Regions from separate parts of the Macaca mulatta genome. Here region 2 is linked to region 1. Evidence: chromatin contacts called from public Hi-C data. All regions are on one chromosome and are shown on one strand. Each heading gives the region's core, a stretch centred on a gene start, on an enhancer-like site or on the middle of the called end of the contact. The rest is flanking DNA. Distances are from core to core; before and after follow the strand shown.

The links. A called contact is a pair of places that touch in the nucleus more often than the background predicts.
Region 2: a contact with region 1 is called in a Hi-C map of liver, with 2.2 times the contacts expected there. The contact joins the promoter of ESRP2 here to the promoter of NFATC3 in region 1. A contact is called at or near these places in 3 of 14 Hi-C or Micro-C datasets (cortical neurons, fetal cortex germinal zone and liver).

What each region holds. Positions count from the first base shown.
Region 1 is chr20:63,654,852-63,661,921 of T2T-MMU8v2.0, forward strand. NFATC3 (nuclear factor of activated T cells 3) reads left to right here and starts at 4,418. Exons shown (of 11, transcript XM_077984312.1): 1 at 4,418-4,798. The coding sequence starts at 4,696.
Region 2 is chr20:63,818,348-63,825,417 of T2T-MMU8v2.0, forward strand. It overlaps ESRP2 (epithelial splicing regulatory protein 2), which reads right to left and starts at 2,810. Exons shown (of 15, transcript XR_013411030.1): 1 at 2,365-2,810; 2 at 2,151-2,279; 3 at 516-629; 4 at 290-404. It overlaps LOC144337648 (a long non-coding RNA gene), which reads left to right and starts at 5,892. Exons shown (of 4, transcript XR_013411059.1): 1 at 5,892-6,023; 2 at 6,953-7,056.

The DNA of each region.
Region 1 (7,070 bases), core at 3,168-5,667:
TAGCTGGGCATGGTGGTGGGCACCTGTAGTCCCAGGTACTTGGGAGACTGAGGCAGGAGAATGGCATGAACCTGGGAGGTGGACCTTGCAGTGAGCCAAGATCACGCCACTGCACTCTAGCCTGGGTGACAAAGCGAGACTCCGTCTCAAAAAAAAAAAAAAAGCCAGGTGTGGTGGCATGTGCCTACAGTCCTAGCTATCAGGAGGCTGAGGTGGGTGGATCACTTGAGCCCAGGGGGTTGAAGCTGCAGTGAGCTGTGATGGCACCACTGTGTTTCAGCCGAGGCGACAGAGCAAGACCCTGTCTCAAAAAACAACAACAAAAAACAAAAATGCCCCCTTTGCCTTTTCTTATACTCCAACTGGAACTGGTTAGACAGAGGCTGCAGTGGTCCCCTACCCCACTAAGTCACTGAGTCCTAAGATCTACCTTCCAGTGGTGGGACTGGGCTTTGATCTCAGGCCACTTCTCCCACCAGTATGGAAGCCTGGGGAAGCCCCTCCGCTGGCAGGGTCAGGTTCATTTCTGGGCTCTATGTAGGTCTGCTATTAAGATAGAGGCTGGAATGTGGGGGCTTTGAGGGACCTGGGAAGTACTGGGGAGAGGATCCTTCACAGGGGAGGAAGGTGGGGCGGGTCTAGTATATATTCTGTGACTGAGGATGTGGCAGAGATCCTGGTTGAATATGTTGGTCCTCAAATGATCTCACTTTAGCACACCTCAGTGTTGCCTTTCCTGATCTCAAAGTGACCTGCCCAAGGATGGGACTGACGGGGGGTGGAGGGGGCGCAGTTAGGCCTGAAAGCTCTGCCCATTGTTCTCACCATTTCCACCTTAAACTAGGCCACTTAGATTCCCAAACCTCTCCCTGGGCTAGTAGCCACAGCACAACATCCATCCATTCCAGCCAGCCTGATTGAGGATTTCCTCTTAGCTCATCACATTTGGGGGACAAATGGTTTTGGTATGAGCATGAGAGGAAGGGATGAGTAAGGCTGGAGAGGGTGGCAGGTCTCTCAAAGGCCACAGCAGGAAGACTGGGCTGTGTGCAAAGAATCTCTTCTACCTGCAGTTCCAGACACTTGGGTCCTTCCAGGTGTTACTCTGCTCAGAACTCTTCCATGGGTCTCTTAAGTCTGCTCTCTGGACCAAGTCCAAACTCCTCAGCCTGGCATTTGAGGACAAAGTGCTGACCCTGTCTTCTCAGCACCCTGTGCTGACTTCAGCAACTAGCTTTCTGAGGTTGTAGTTGGCTGGTCTTATCCTCTCCTCCCAGATTGGGAGCTGCTCAAGGGCAGTCCTTGTGTCCCCTGTGGCTACCTTGGCATGGGTCTGGGGAGCAGGCACAGAAGAATCAAACAAGAGCTTGGGACAAAGGGGGATGTTTGGCATGGAGAGGAAGAACTTTTCTAAACTCTGAATTTCCTCAGAGGCTCCTGTTTTGCCTAATGGGGAATAAGGGACTGGGGTAGGCTAAACTGTGTCATCCCATGGCTCAGAGGGCACTGAAGAACTTCAACAATGGGTGCTTAGGGCCAGTCCTGTAACAGCTGATGATAAAGATGGCTTTCCCTAATTCCCAGTCTTGGGTGGCATTCATACAGGAGAGAGTGGTTGTACAGTGACCCACATAGCCCTTGTCCACCCTGGGGTTCCACCTGCTGCGCTGGTCCTGTGGGCCTCCTGGTCTCACAGGGCTCCCAGAGGGCTGGAGCTGGGCCCAGATGACCTGCAGGAGCTTGGGAACTGCCTGAGGAAGAGCTCATGGGGGGACGTCCTGGCCCTAGCTGGGGCAAAGGCTGAAAGAGTATGTACATATAGGTGTGTGTGGTCAGGCCCCTTCACAGGCTGCAGAGTTCCCAGCCATTGCTGACTTTCTTACACACATGGTGACTCCCTTCCTGCAGTTGGTGCCCATCCATGTCCCAGCCCTCACCATTCCTTGGTAGCTTCTCAGTTTACCCCAGATCAGAAACCCTCCCTACAATGTAACCTGTTCTAAGTGTTCTCCAGGTGCTCAGTGGCTGGGAACATAGATGCATAGCTGAGCATTTGATGTGTGGTTGAATTTTTCAAGCCATCTACAGCTTCTCTGTGGTCCCTTCCCAGTGGAGGGGCTGACCAGCCCAAGGTCTCCCTCCTGCCTGCCATCTGGTCTGACTATGGCTGATCCCATGGTTTAGGTGAAGTCATGTCTGAAAGGACTTCAGATGAGCTGGCCAAGCCTCTGGGACCTTATACTGTATCAGGATCCTGGTATATGTGGTACAAATAGGTGGACCAGCAGCCTGCCTGAGGCAGAGGGCTCCAGAGCTGATGTGGCATTTGGGCCCCAAGTTCCACACTGAGGCCCTCAAGGTTGGAGATTTGCAGGCAGGACAGGTTACCAGGAAGGATATTCCACCCATCTGATGCCAGTTGTTCCCTCTCCTTGACCACTGTTACCTTCTTCCTCTAACTTCATTCACCCCTGTCCCAGTTGAATCCAGTGATCCATCCAGAATGCTGACCATGTAAATCCCCTGCTCTAAGTCCTTCCACTGCTCCCTACTGCCGTCAGGATAAAGTCCAGACACTTTGCAGTGGCCTGCAGCATTCTGCCCACTCATCCAGCCCCACCTTTGGCTTCTGCCCACTGCAGGTACTTTCTGGTCATCAAGTCTTTGGAAATCTGTTCTCTGCCTGGAATGAAACTTGCTCACTTCTTGCCTGTCACTCCAGTTCCTACTAACCCCTGTCAAGGCCCTGCAGCCAGCGGGCTTATGAACTGTCTCTGAGCTCCTGGCACAACCATCATTTCTTTGCATAGTAGTTATAGATTTGCTGGTCCCCTCTCCCCTACCCCTGAAGGGAGACTTAATTTATCTCTGAATCCCCAGGAACAGCACAGGTACCGGTACAGAACACTGGGCAGAAATGAACCAATACAAGATGAACGTCTTGGATGCTCTGGACATTCCCTGTCTTCCTGACCCAACGTCTAGTTTGGCTCCCTCTAGGGCTCCCTGGTAGCTCAAGTGTCTGTCCAGAGATTGAGATCTCTGCAAGGAGCTTCCCTTTACCCTCTCTTCCCACTGGCTTTTGTGGGCGGTGTGGAATGTGCTGTAGGCCTTGTGAGAGCGGCATTTCTTTTTTTTTTCTCTCTCTCTCTTTTTTTTTTTTTTTTTTTTTAACAACCTATTGTATCCTCTGAGAGGGCAGCATTTCTTGGACGCACCTGTACCCAAGCCTCAGACACAGCCCTGGGTTCCTCCAGCAACGCGCATCTAGGGATGCTATACCCTGTGGGCCTTGTGCCCGGGGCACGGAGCTGGGGGAAGCGGTCACCCCACTTCTCTCACCTCCCCGTCCACCTTGCGCCTCAGCGGAGCCCTAGGTAAACAAGTCAGGCTCCCAGTCCCCAAGGACGGTCTTCATCCCAGACCCCAGGAGGAGGCGTCTTGGGCCATCTCGGGAAGGCTAGCTTGCTCGAGAGGGGCAGATCACGAAAACGGTTCTTTAGGCAGTGTCACTTCCTTTCCACTGCCAGACACCCAATTTGGGCGGCTTCATCCCTCCCGCTTTCATGGATATGCACCAGGACACAGAGCTCACAACTGGCTCTCCCGCTCAATCTACTCAACTTCCAGCAAGGGACAGGCCCTGCCCATTGGGCTTCGCCGAGGCCTCAAACGCGCACGCTGTCTAGGGAGCAGCTGCGGGGGCCCGCTAGTAGGGACAAAGGCGCAGCCACCGGAGCGCAGGCTCCGCCCCGCAGAGGGTGGGCCTGCGGCGACCGCGAGCTCAGAGTCCGGACTTGTCGCGCAACCTGCCTCCTTCGGTTTCGCCCCAACCTAGCTGGACACTAGGTCCGGTCCCCGCCCTCTGGAGACTCAGCCATTAAAGTTGAGGTGGGGGGATGAGGATGTGGGCGGCGTCCAGGTAACCCTGCGGGGCCCTAATGCCTTCCCTAAAGCCAGCCATCAGGAGTAACACGATGCGCACCCACATCACCGAACCCAGAACCTCAGTGCTTCGGCACCCCTTCTTGAACATGAGCTCCGCCCAATGAGGAAAAAGGTCTTCTCCACTGGCCAGTGGTGGTCCCCTATCCAATTACAGAGGCTATCGGCCTTCTCTCGTCTAATTTAGAAGGAATCGCCGAGGGAACGCAGACCAACTACAACTCCCGAGAAATAACTGGGCTCTTCGGGGCTGGGTGTTCACGTGACTTCCTTCTCGCGGAGACCGAGTTACGCGATAGGCCTGTGAGGGGGCGGGGCCCGGCGCCAGTTCGCCGCGCTAGTAGCCAATGGGCAGCCAGGTCGGACGGGCACGCGTAGGGGGCGGGGCCGGGCGCGCGGCACGGCGCGAGAGCGCGCCCGCGGCGGCGGTGGCGGCGACTGTTGGGGGGCGGGGAATATTGGCTAAGGCGACAGTGGAGGCTTAGGCACCGGTGGCGGGCGGCTGCGGCTCCTGGTGCTGCTCGGCGCGCGGCCAGCTTTCTAGCTCGGAACGGAACGCTCGGCGTCCCGGGCCCCGCCCGGAAAGTTTGCTGTGGAGTTGCGACCTCTTGGCCCGCGCGGCCCGGCATGAAGCGGCGTTAAGGAGCTGCTGCCGCCGCTTGCCGCCGCTTGCCGCCGCTTGCCGCCGCCGCCGCCGCCGCCGCCGCCGCCGCCGCCTGAGGAAGAGCCGCAGCACCCTGGGCCACGCCGATGACTACTGCAAACTGTGGTGCCCACGACGAGCTCGACTTCAAACTCGTCTTTGGCGAGGACGGGGCGCCGGCGCCGCCGCCCCCGGGCTCGCGGCCTGCAGGTGGGTGCCGGGCCAGGCGGGACCGTGGAGCGACCCCGCTTCTCGCTCGCAGGATCTCTCGCTCCCTCCCTGTTCCCTTGGATGACCGGAGACCGATAACCCCTTGTGTGTGTGTGTGTGCGCGCGCGCGTGTGTGTGGTGAGTTAAAAACGGATTTAAATCGCTGAGGAGGCGTGTGGGTCGCTGCAACGTGGAAGTGGTGGCGGGCTTGGCTGGAAGCAAACTAGTGGGGAACTCGACTCCGGGACGATCGGGGTTTGGAGGCCCAGGGTCCGGGCTGCTGCCCAAGTGGCGTCTGGTTGTTGCTGCTTTGCCAATGTGTTGCAAGGAAAATGTTGTCCCTGTGAATTGTTAGCGCACTGGGTTTTTCATCTATTCTAGGTCGTTTCTTGAAATGTGCGTTTGAAAGATGCTTGTTTTTCAACGGTAGGACCCCTCTAAAAATCACGCACATGTTTCTTTAAATCTACTTTGCTAGGAGAGTAATGCTTTCGAGTTAACGTCCACTCTTGCAAGTTTATGACCCACAGTTAATTCGAAGTGTAACTGTAACGGGACTTTTCTGGAGACTCGATTTCCTTACTTGAATAAAATGTTCCGGAAGATTTTTTTTTTTTTTTTAATCGCGGGTTGCTTTTTTCATAATTTTCCTGGAAAGTTCTAGAAGTCGATTTTTATTTAAAGAAAAACCTCTCCTTGGAAGATATTTTAAAGGAAATCTTGAATTGGGCAAGCTGGGCACCATAATGCTTGCAGGTCAGACCAATCAGGAAATAGAAACAGGATGACTGGGGACTTAGAGGTCTTTTGTGACCTGGTTTGGAATACTGTGGTTCATTAAGTTCAGTTTCCCTGTTACATATGCATACGAACTTCGCAAAGGAAATGGGTAAGATATTTTTTCTTGCCTGGTGTGAGGTGAATTTCTTAATGTTCATGTTGATGTTCAATAGACTGTTCTGTAGAGTTGCATTGCAAAACATACCTGAACGTGAGGCATGAGGATTCTCTAGGCGGTACTTATTTTATTGGTCCTTTTAGTCTTAATATGCTAGATGTCTTTTTCACTGTAGTACATAATTTATAATAGTTATGTGTTGGCTGCGTTTATTTTCAATTCCATTCACATAATTTGAGCACCTATTACGTTGAACCACTCTTACGGACCTTGTTGTGTTATGATGATGATGATGCAGAGGACTGAGGCTCCTTAAGGAGTTTGGGAAGTAGTTGGAGGAGACACATAGTCCAAGTAATAACTGTGCTACTAGGAAATCTGTGAATGGTGATGCATTTTGTAGTAGAGGAAGAAACAAAAAAAGTGGCATTTGTGAAGAGTGTAGCATTGAATTGTACCTAGATTATCGGGACTTGAAAGAAAAACAGCTTGAGTATTTTTGTTGTAAAAGAGAGAAACAGTTGATGATGTCAGCAAACTTTTATTGGGCACAAACTTGATTAGAGCACATTATATACAAATATATGATCAATAAGGGTGTTAACCAAACATATGAATAATAAAGGAATTGAGTGACTACATAAGTAGGAATTGTATATACAACCAAAATATTGAATAACATTTCAAAGCTATGAAAAAAATTTTAATGATCTTTGTCATACACAAAAGCCATTTTGCTATTAAAATAGGTCTAAAAGGAGTTATCTGTAGCTTGATTTATAACTGAAATTTCCAAAGGTAAACATCCGCAGTTTTATTTGTGACAAAAAGTCCACTTTAAAATATTTTGAGCGGTAATTTTTTAAAAGTTTTTTTTTAATATTAAGGCAAAATACGTATGAAAAAACAAACCTTCTTAAAGTGAACAATTTACTACATTCAGTGTTGTGCAGCTACTGCTTCTGTCTACTTCTAAAACATTTTATTCATCCAAAAGAAAACTCAGTATCCATTAAACAGTTGCCCCATATTTTCCCTTCCCTCCTCCCAATCCCTAGCAGCCACCAGTCTGGGATCTGTCTCTATGGTACCTCTTCTGGATATTTTATGTAAATAGGGTAATATAATATGTGACCTTTTGTGTCTGACTACCTCATTCCTTTCTGTGGCTGAATAATATTCCATCGTGTGTGTGTGTGTGTGTGTGTGTGTGTGTGTATAAAGGAACACAATTTGTTCACCAATTGATGGACATTTGGGCTTTTTCTACCTTTTGGCTATTGTGAATAGTGCTGCTATGAACACATAGCAATTAATTTTGAAATTCTGTTGAGGATGTGTTATATATTCACAGCTAAGTTTTCAGAATTATTT
Region 2 (7,070 bases), core at 1,560-4,059, 160 kb after region 1:
GTTTACCCCTGGGCCCAACTCCCCTCCATAGACACATGCTGGAGACCAGCATATACATCTGTTTTGGCCCAGTTCATGTGTGCACTTACAGATCCCCAGTCCAGACATAGACACATACCCACATTCCAAACTCATCCTAGCACAGACACACAGACACAGGTACACTCAGGGACTTAGCAGATGATGCAGACTTGCATGTGTCCATATTACCCACCCACCAGCATGCGCATACTCAGATACATGTACCCACAGTGACTTGTCCACCCTAACCCTTCTGGGTCACAGATACCCTGTGCCATGGTGGCCACAGTGAGGTCCCTGGCAGGGCAGGTACTTGGATGTTGCATATGGAACTCTCTTCGGAGGTCATAGAAGGAGAAGAATGTGTCGGGGAGCACCAGGTTCTGGGGGCACATAGGATTGGGGATGAGTGCCCTGCCCACCCTCAGGACAACAGGGGTCCTGGGACCCTTACTGACCCTGCCCCCCCGCCCGGTTTTCCTTCAGGGGCATACCTTCCTGGAGGCCTCAGGGTGCAGGACCTGTCGCAATAGCTGCTGCCCATCAGTGCAGAGCATGTAGGGGCCCCCGCCCAGCAGAGCCACATCCCCATTCACCAGCTGTGAGAACTGGGGATAGGGAGTGGGGAGAGAGAAACACACAGATTCACAGCTGGGCAGGCAGGAAGTGAGGGTAGGAGGAGGAAGGAGGCAGGCTGCAAAGCTGGTTCAGCCAGATGTTCAACCCTATCCTGCCTGGGAAGAAGAGGCCACACCTGTTGAGCCTAGCCCTATGTCCCTTCCCCTCACCCCCCAACCTTGTTCCAGTCCACTGTCACCTCCTCCAGGCCAAATGAGGGCAATCACACATAACCCAAGCCCTCAACACACACACTCCAGGAGTTTGGAGTGGGGCCAGAGCAAACACCTGGAGTGGGACAAGCAGGTGGGAAGAGGCGGAGCAAAGCAGGTTAAACCTGTCTCTGACCAGGCACCACCCTCAGACAGGTGGGGGAGGCCCAGTCCTGCCTGAGGCCCAGAAGGCTCATGGTCAATGGCAGCCCCGCCTCCAGGTCTGACCAACCTAGGGGCAGAGAAACTCCAAGGACAGAGCTCCACACTTGGACATCAGGGGCAGCATGAGCTTTGACCCACACCCTATCGACCGGCTGGCACTGAGCTGTTTGCTCATAGAGGGGGTGGCACTCCTGAGGCTGCCCAGCCCTCCCCCAGCCTCCATGCTGGCTGGAGAAGTATAAGCACTAATCACTGACCCACGGACCCTCCCTGCCAATTCTGTGAAACTTTACAACCTGAGACTGACAGAGCAAGGCAACCCAGCTCTCCTCCAGCAAACTCCCCAAGTGAAGGGCCCAAAGCCCTTCTGAAACAAAGAATCATCATCGTGGTGCCTCCTCATCAGGAACCACAAGAGTTGTTGGAAGATGAAAGAATGTGTGCGTATAAAGGACTTAGACTATTACACTCAAGAGTCAGACACAGAGTGAGCGACGTAGTGAAGATAAGGAAAAGAAAACAGCAATGGAAACCACCTCCCACTTCAGCTAGGGCAGGAAGCACCCCAGGCCTTTGCACTCAGCAGGCAGATAGTCCCCCAGGCCAGGCCGGGACAGCGCCCACGCCTGGCCAGCCGGCCGGGACAGGCCTAGACGAGCAGTTTACACCTGGCGGCGTCTACCTCTAGGGCCGACACCGCCCTACGCCTCCACTCCAGCGGCTCCCAAGCGGGCCGAAGACGCGGGCGGCAAGGACTGGCGACCTATATGGGCCCCTCGACCCTTTTCGCTTCCGACTGCGGCTCAGGGAGACCTGACCCAGCAGGTCTCCCAAAGGCGTCTCGGCCTCGCTCCCCGGGCGGGAACTGGGGATGGATCCCAAAGCCTGCGTCCCGATCCCTTCGGTAGGAGTAGGTTCCTGCAATGGTTGAAAAGTAAGGCGCCCAGGGGAATGGCCGGCACGCGCGGATGAAAGGGACACGCACACGCGAGAGTCGCTCAAAGTTTCAAACAAGACCCCGTCCTGCCGCCCGGTCCGGTTGGTTGCGGCACGCCAGGTCTAGCCTCCGGCAGCCTCTCCCGCCCAGAAATGTCCTCACGGCCAGGCCGTGCCGCCACCCACCCCAGCGCTCACCTGCTGCAGCACCTTGTCCAGCGGCTCTGCCCGCGCCAGGCTGTCGGCGCTCAGGCCGCTAGCCTCGCGGCATTGCGTACTCAGTGCGGCCGCCTCGGCGCGAACCAGAGATTTGTGCAGCGTCCCCACCTGTGAGCGGCGGGGGAAACCGATCAGCCGCGCCCCTCGACCCCGGAAGCTCCCTGGGGACCTCACCGCCTCCTTTCCACCCTACCTGGCGGCTCCGCGGCTCAACCACTTGCCAGACTAGGAGGATTAAGTCGGTCTCATCCGAGCCCAGGTCTCGTCCCAGCGCACCCGCCGTAGCCCCGAACAGGACGACCAGTGATCCGGGACAGGGGCAGGGGTCTGCGGCGGGGTCAGCCCCGGGGTCAGGGCCTGGGGGCGGGGGCGGCGGCGGAGTCATGGCCGCAGAGGAAGGCGGCGCTCGGCCAGACACACGCGGACCGACGAGGCGCACGCAGGCACCGACCGACGGCAGACGCGGATCAGCTTGGGCGGGACACCGTGTGTCGGGGGCGGCACCTGCGGCCCGGCTGGCTCAGTGGGCGCTGCCGAGACCCGCCCGTGGCGCCCCGCGGGGCGGGGCGGCTACCGGCCCACGCCCTCTCCAGGCTAGTTACCTGCCTGCCCCGCCGGCCACGTGACCGGGGCGGCCCCGGGAACCTTGGGGGAGGGCCGCCACAACCCAGCCCAGGACGCAAGAACTCATAATCCCGGTGTGGGTATACGCTCAGGATCCGGATTCCTGCTTCTAGGGCTGGTCCTGCCTGATTCTTGGGGCTAACCCGTTCTTCGCTCTCCCCCCACTCTTCCCCAGGGGCCGTCAGGCCTCTGCAAAGGACCATGCAAGAGGCCTTCTCTACTCCGAGAGAGTCACACAGGACCTATGGAAGGCGCCAGGAGGCAGTCTAGGGGCTGTGGGGGTCACCACGGCAGGTCTGGGGTTGATGGAAGTCAAAGGGTCAAGGGGGCGGCGAGAGTTGCCGGGTATCACCCTGTGGGGGGATCACCAGAAGTCAGCTGGGAAAGGGGAGGGCGGCGGGAACATCAGGGTTGTTAGAGCTGTGGGGTGGTCACCAGGGATCACAGGTAAGGGTTTGTCCATGCAGACGCTAGGGCCGAGCGGTAGCCTGGCACTGAGAAGTCGTTGTGGGTTGGAAGTGAGCAGGCCTCAATGCTGGGGAAAGGAACCCCCCCAACCCCAGAGAGCTGCACCCTAGACAAGGCTGAGAGGGGTAGAAGGGGCCTGGAGCCTCGGAACTCCCACGTGTGGGGGCCTGCCTGCTTTCGTCCCTTTCTCGACGATGGAGAAGCTGCCTGGAGATTGCGAGCGCTCTGGCGGATGGGGGAGCTAGCGTTGAGCGTGTGTGCGCGCGTGCGGGCTGCGGATCCTCCCTTTTCCATCCCGCACCTACAACCCCATTGACAGTCCCGCGTTGGGGGCTCCCAGTGCCCCCTTCGCCCAGTGGAGCTTGGTGAGACTCCTTTATGGTGCATTTCCCTGCCGTTCCTTACTTTCCCAAACTCTCCCAGGGAGGTGACTGAGAAACTCAATAAGTGACTGAGAAACTGAATAATCCAGCAGGAAGGAGGGGGCTCCAGCCTGGCGGGAACTGAGTCACGCGGTTGCCTAGCCCGACTCGAGACTGAGACAGGAGCCACGCCACGCGCTTTCGGACAAGGAGGGTGCTGCGTCCCCGCCCCCGGACAATGGAGAGAGCGGAGCACCCTGGCGCTCATGCCCGGGGAAGGGGCGAGGCCCGGGGCTAGAGAGCTCGGCGTAGCTCCACTTGGCAGCTAAAGAAACAGGCGCCCGGGACGGAAATGACTCCCGCCCGGACACGGCGACAGGGAGAGAAAGGAAAGTGCATCCTTCGCCCGGCGGGTTCGAGCCACTAGCACTTTACTTTCCTTACAGGTGGAGGCGGGCCTTGGTGCGCGGCTGCCCATCTCCGGACCGCCCACCCGGGCACTGGCCCATGTGTCTCTTCCCCCGGAAACGGTAAGCAAATCAGGCGCGGGGGGAAGGGAGAACGTTGCTCTTCGGACCCGCCTCCCGATAAGCCCGGAATGTCAAATATTTGTTCGCGGGGCGGGGCGCATCCGCGAGTAAGGCTCCTCCCCCTCCCGCGCCGTAGCGCGCCTGCGCCTGGCGGAGGCGGCCCTTCCTGCGGCCACGCCCTTCCAGACAATTTCCATGAACCTGTGTCCCTAACCCCCGCAGTCCTAAAGCTCCACAGAAGCACGTCGTTTCCTCCTCGGCTCCTGTCTGGGTTCCACTCCTACAGCACAGGGTCACAGCGTCCCCGCCCGGGGGTCCGGGCGCTATTCGGTCTCCATTTCGTCCCTCCTGGCGACCTCATCTGTGCAGCCTCTAGGCCCTTTTTCCTCTTCAGTGTGGGTCTCGACACTCACTCTTCACGGAAGCCTCCTTCGCGAGGTGACTGCTCCGTTGTGGCGTCTCTGGCCGTCCTGAGCGCTTTCCCATGGATGACGCGCTTATGCGTGCCCAAGTTGCCGCTGGGTCGTGAACCTGAGGCGCGGGCTGGTAGCGCAGTGCGACTCCCCTAAACTACCCCGAGAGCCCATCCGGCCGGCCCCATAGCAAGACAACTCCTGTCGCTTGGATTCTTTATATTTTTTATTTTTTTTTAATTTTTATTATTCTTTTCTTTAAGACGGAGTTTCGCTCTTGTTGCCCAGACAGGAGTGCAATGGCGCGATCTCGGCTTACTGCAACCTCCACTTCCCAGGTTCAAGTGATTCTCCTGCCTCAGCCTCCCAAGTAGCTGGGATTACAGGCATGCACCACCACGCCTGTGCTTCTTTAGTAGAGACTGGGCTTCACCATGTTGATCAGGCTGGATGGTCTCGAACTCCTGACCTCAAGTGATACACACACCTCGGCCTCCCAAAGTACTGGGATTACAGGCGTGAGCCCGGCATATTCTATTTATGTATTTATTTATTTATTTATTTATTTATTTATTTATTTTTGAGACAGGGTCTCACTCTGTCGCCCAGGCTGGAGTGCAACAGCGCAATCTCTGATCACAGCCGCCGCAACATCCCCGGGGCCCAAGCGATCCGCCCACCTCAGCCTTCCAAGTTGCTGGGACCACAGGTGTGCGCCGCCACCACGCCCGGCTAATTTTTGTATTTTTTGCAGAGACGGGGTCTCGCCATGTTGACCAGGCTGGTCTCGAAATACGCCCACCTCGGCTTCCCGAAGGGCTAGAATTACAGGCGTGAGCCACCGCGGGCCCAGCTCCAACCCTTGGATTCTTCTTTAAAAACCAAATTCGTTTAAATACCGGGCCGGAGGGTGCGGTCCTGCTTTGCTGAGATCCCTTACTCATCTTCAGATGAGTCCTCCCAGATCACCCCATTATTACTAAACAACCCACACTGCTAACCCCAACCGTCCCTCATTGCTTCTTTCTGCCCCCCCCGACCCCCCCAACTTAACCAACTTATAACTTGTTTTTTAATCGTTTATTGTCTCCCTGCTCCATCATCCCATCCTCGAAGATAGAGGCTTACCCCCATTGCCTGTCACTGAATGAATGAACCGTTGTCTAAGGCTAGCTGCTTCTGCCATAGGGTATTTCAGCAATGGTAAGACACAGGCCTTCGCAGTAGGGTCTCATCTGTGTCCTTTCCTCCTCTCCAGTCCTGCCCCTTGTCTAGTTAACCCCAGTTCTTCCTCCAGAATTTTTTTTTTTTTTTTTTTTTTTAGAGTCTGCTCCGTGCCCCAGGTTAGAGTGCAATGATCCCGGCTCACTGCAACCTCCGCCTCCCGGGTTGACGCGATTCTTCTGCCTCAGCCTTCCGAGTAGCTGGGACAACAGGCGCACGCCACCATGCTCGGTTAATTTTTATTTATTTATTTATTTATTTATTTATTTATTTATTTTTTTGTTGTTGTTGAGACGAAGTCTCGCTTTGTCACCCAGGCTGGAGTGCAGTGGCCGGATCTCAGCTCACTGCAAGCTCCGCCTCCCGGGTTTGCGCCATTCTCCTGCCTCAGCCTCCCGAGTAGCTGGGACTACAGGTGCCCGCCACCTTGCCCGGCTAGTTTTTTGTATTTTTTTTTAGTAGAGACGGGGTTTCACCGTGTTAGCCAGGATGGTCTCGATCTCCTAACCTCGTGATCCGCCCGTCTCGGCCTCCCAAAGTGCTGGGATTACAGGCTTGAGCCACCGCGCCCGGCCAATTTTTATATTTTTAATAAAGATGGGATTTCCCCATATTGACCAGGCTGGTCTCGAACTCCTGACCTCGTGATCCGTCGGCCTCAGCCTCCCAAAGTGTTGGGATTACAGGCGTGAGCCACTGCTCCCGGCCTTCCTCCAGATTTTCTACCTTCCGCAGCAGGGGTCCCCTCTGTAGTTTTGAGATTTCTGTACTTCTCTGAAAATTGTCTCCCACCCCCACCCCACTCCTCGCTCCCCTGGGGTTCATGAATTAATGAATAGGAGATTGGAACGGCAGAGAGGTAGGCAAGGCCCCCATGGCCCAGGCCGCCCGAGGTCAGACGCCTTTCTCAAAACCGCGTGCCAGATATTTGGAAGAAAGGACTGTGTTCCGTGGGCCTCATACTCGCAAAATTTTACCCTCACCTTGGCTCTCAGACCTGCCTGGGTTGGACCCCTAAAGGCAGCCGGCGCTGTGGCTGCGGGGACATGAAAGCCCGGGCAGATACAGGGTGTAAGGCGGGAAGTGCGGCGGGTCTCGGGAACCTCCAGGGCGTCTAGGAGCGGTGCGAAAACACCCTCCCTCCTTCCCTTCACCGCCAGGAAAGATCTCGCAGTGCAAGAGGATTCGACGCTGGGGAACACCGCAGAGATCCACACTTGCCTGCCCAGACCCGTCCCCTCTCTCAGCGACCCTCCTTGAGAGGGTGAGAGCATGGCA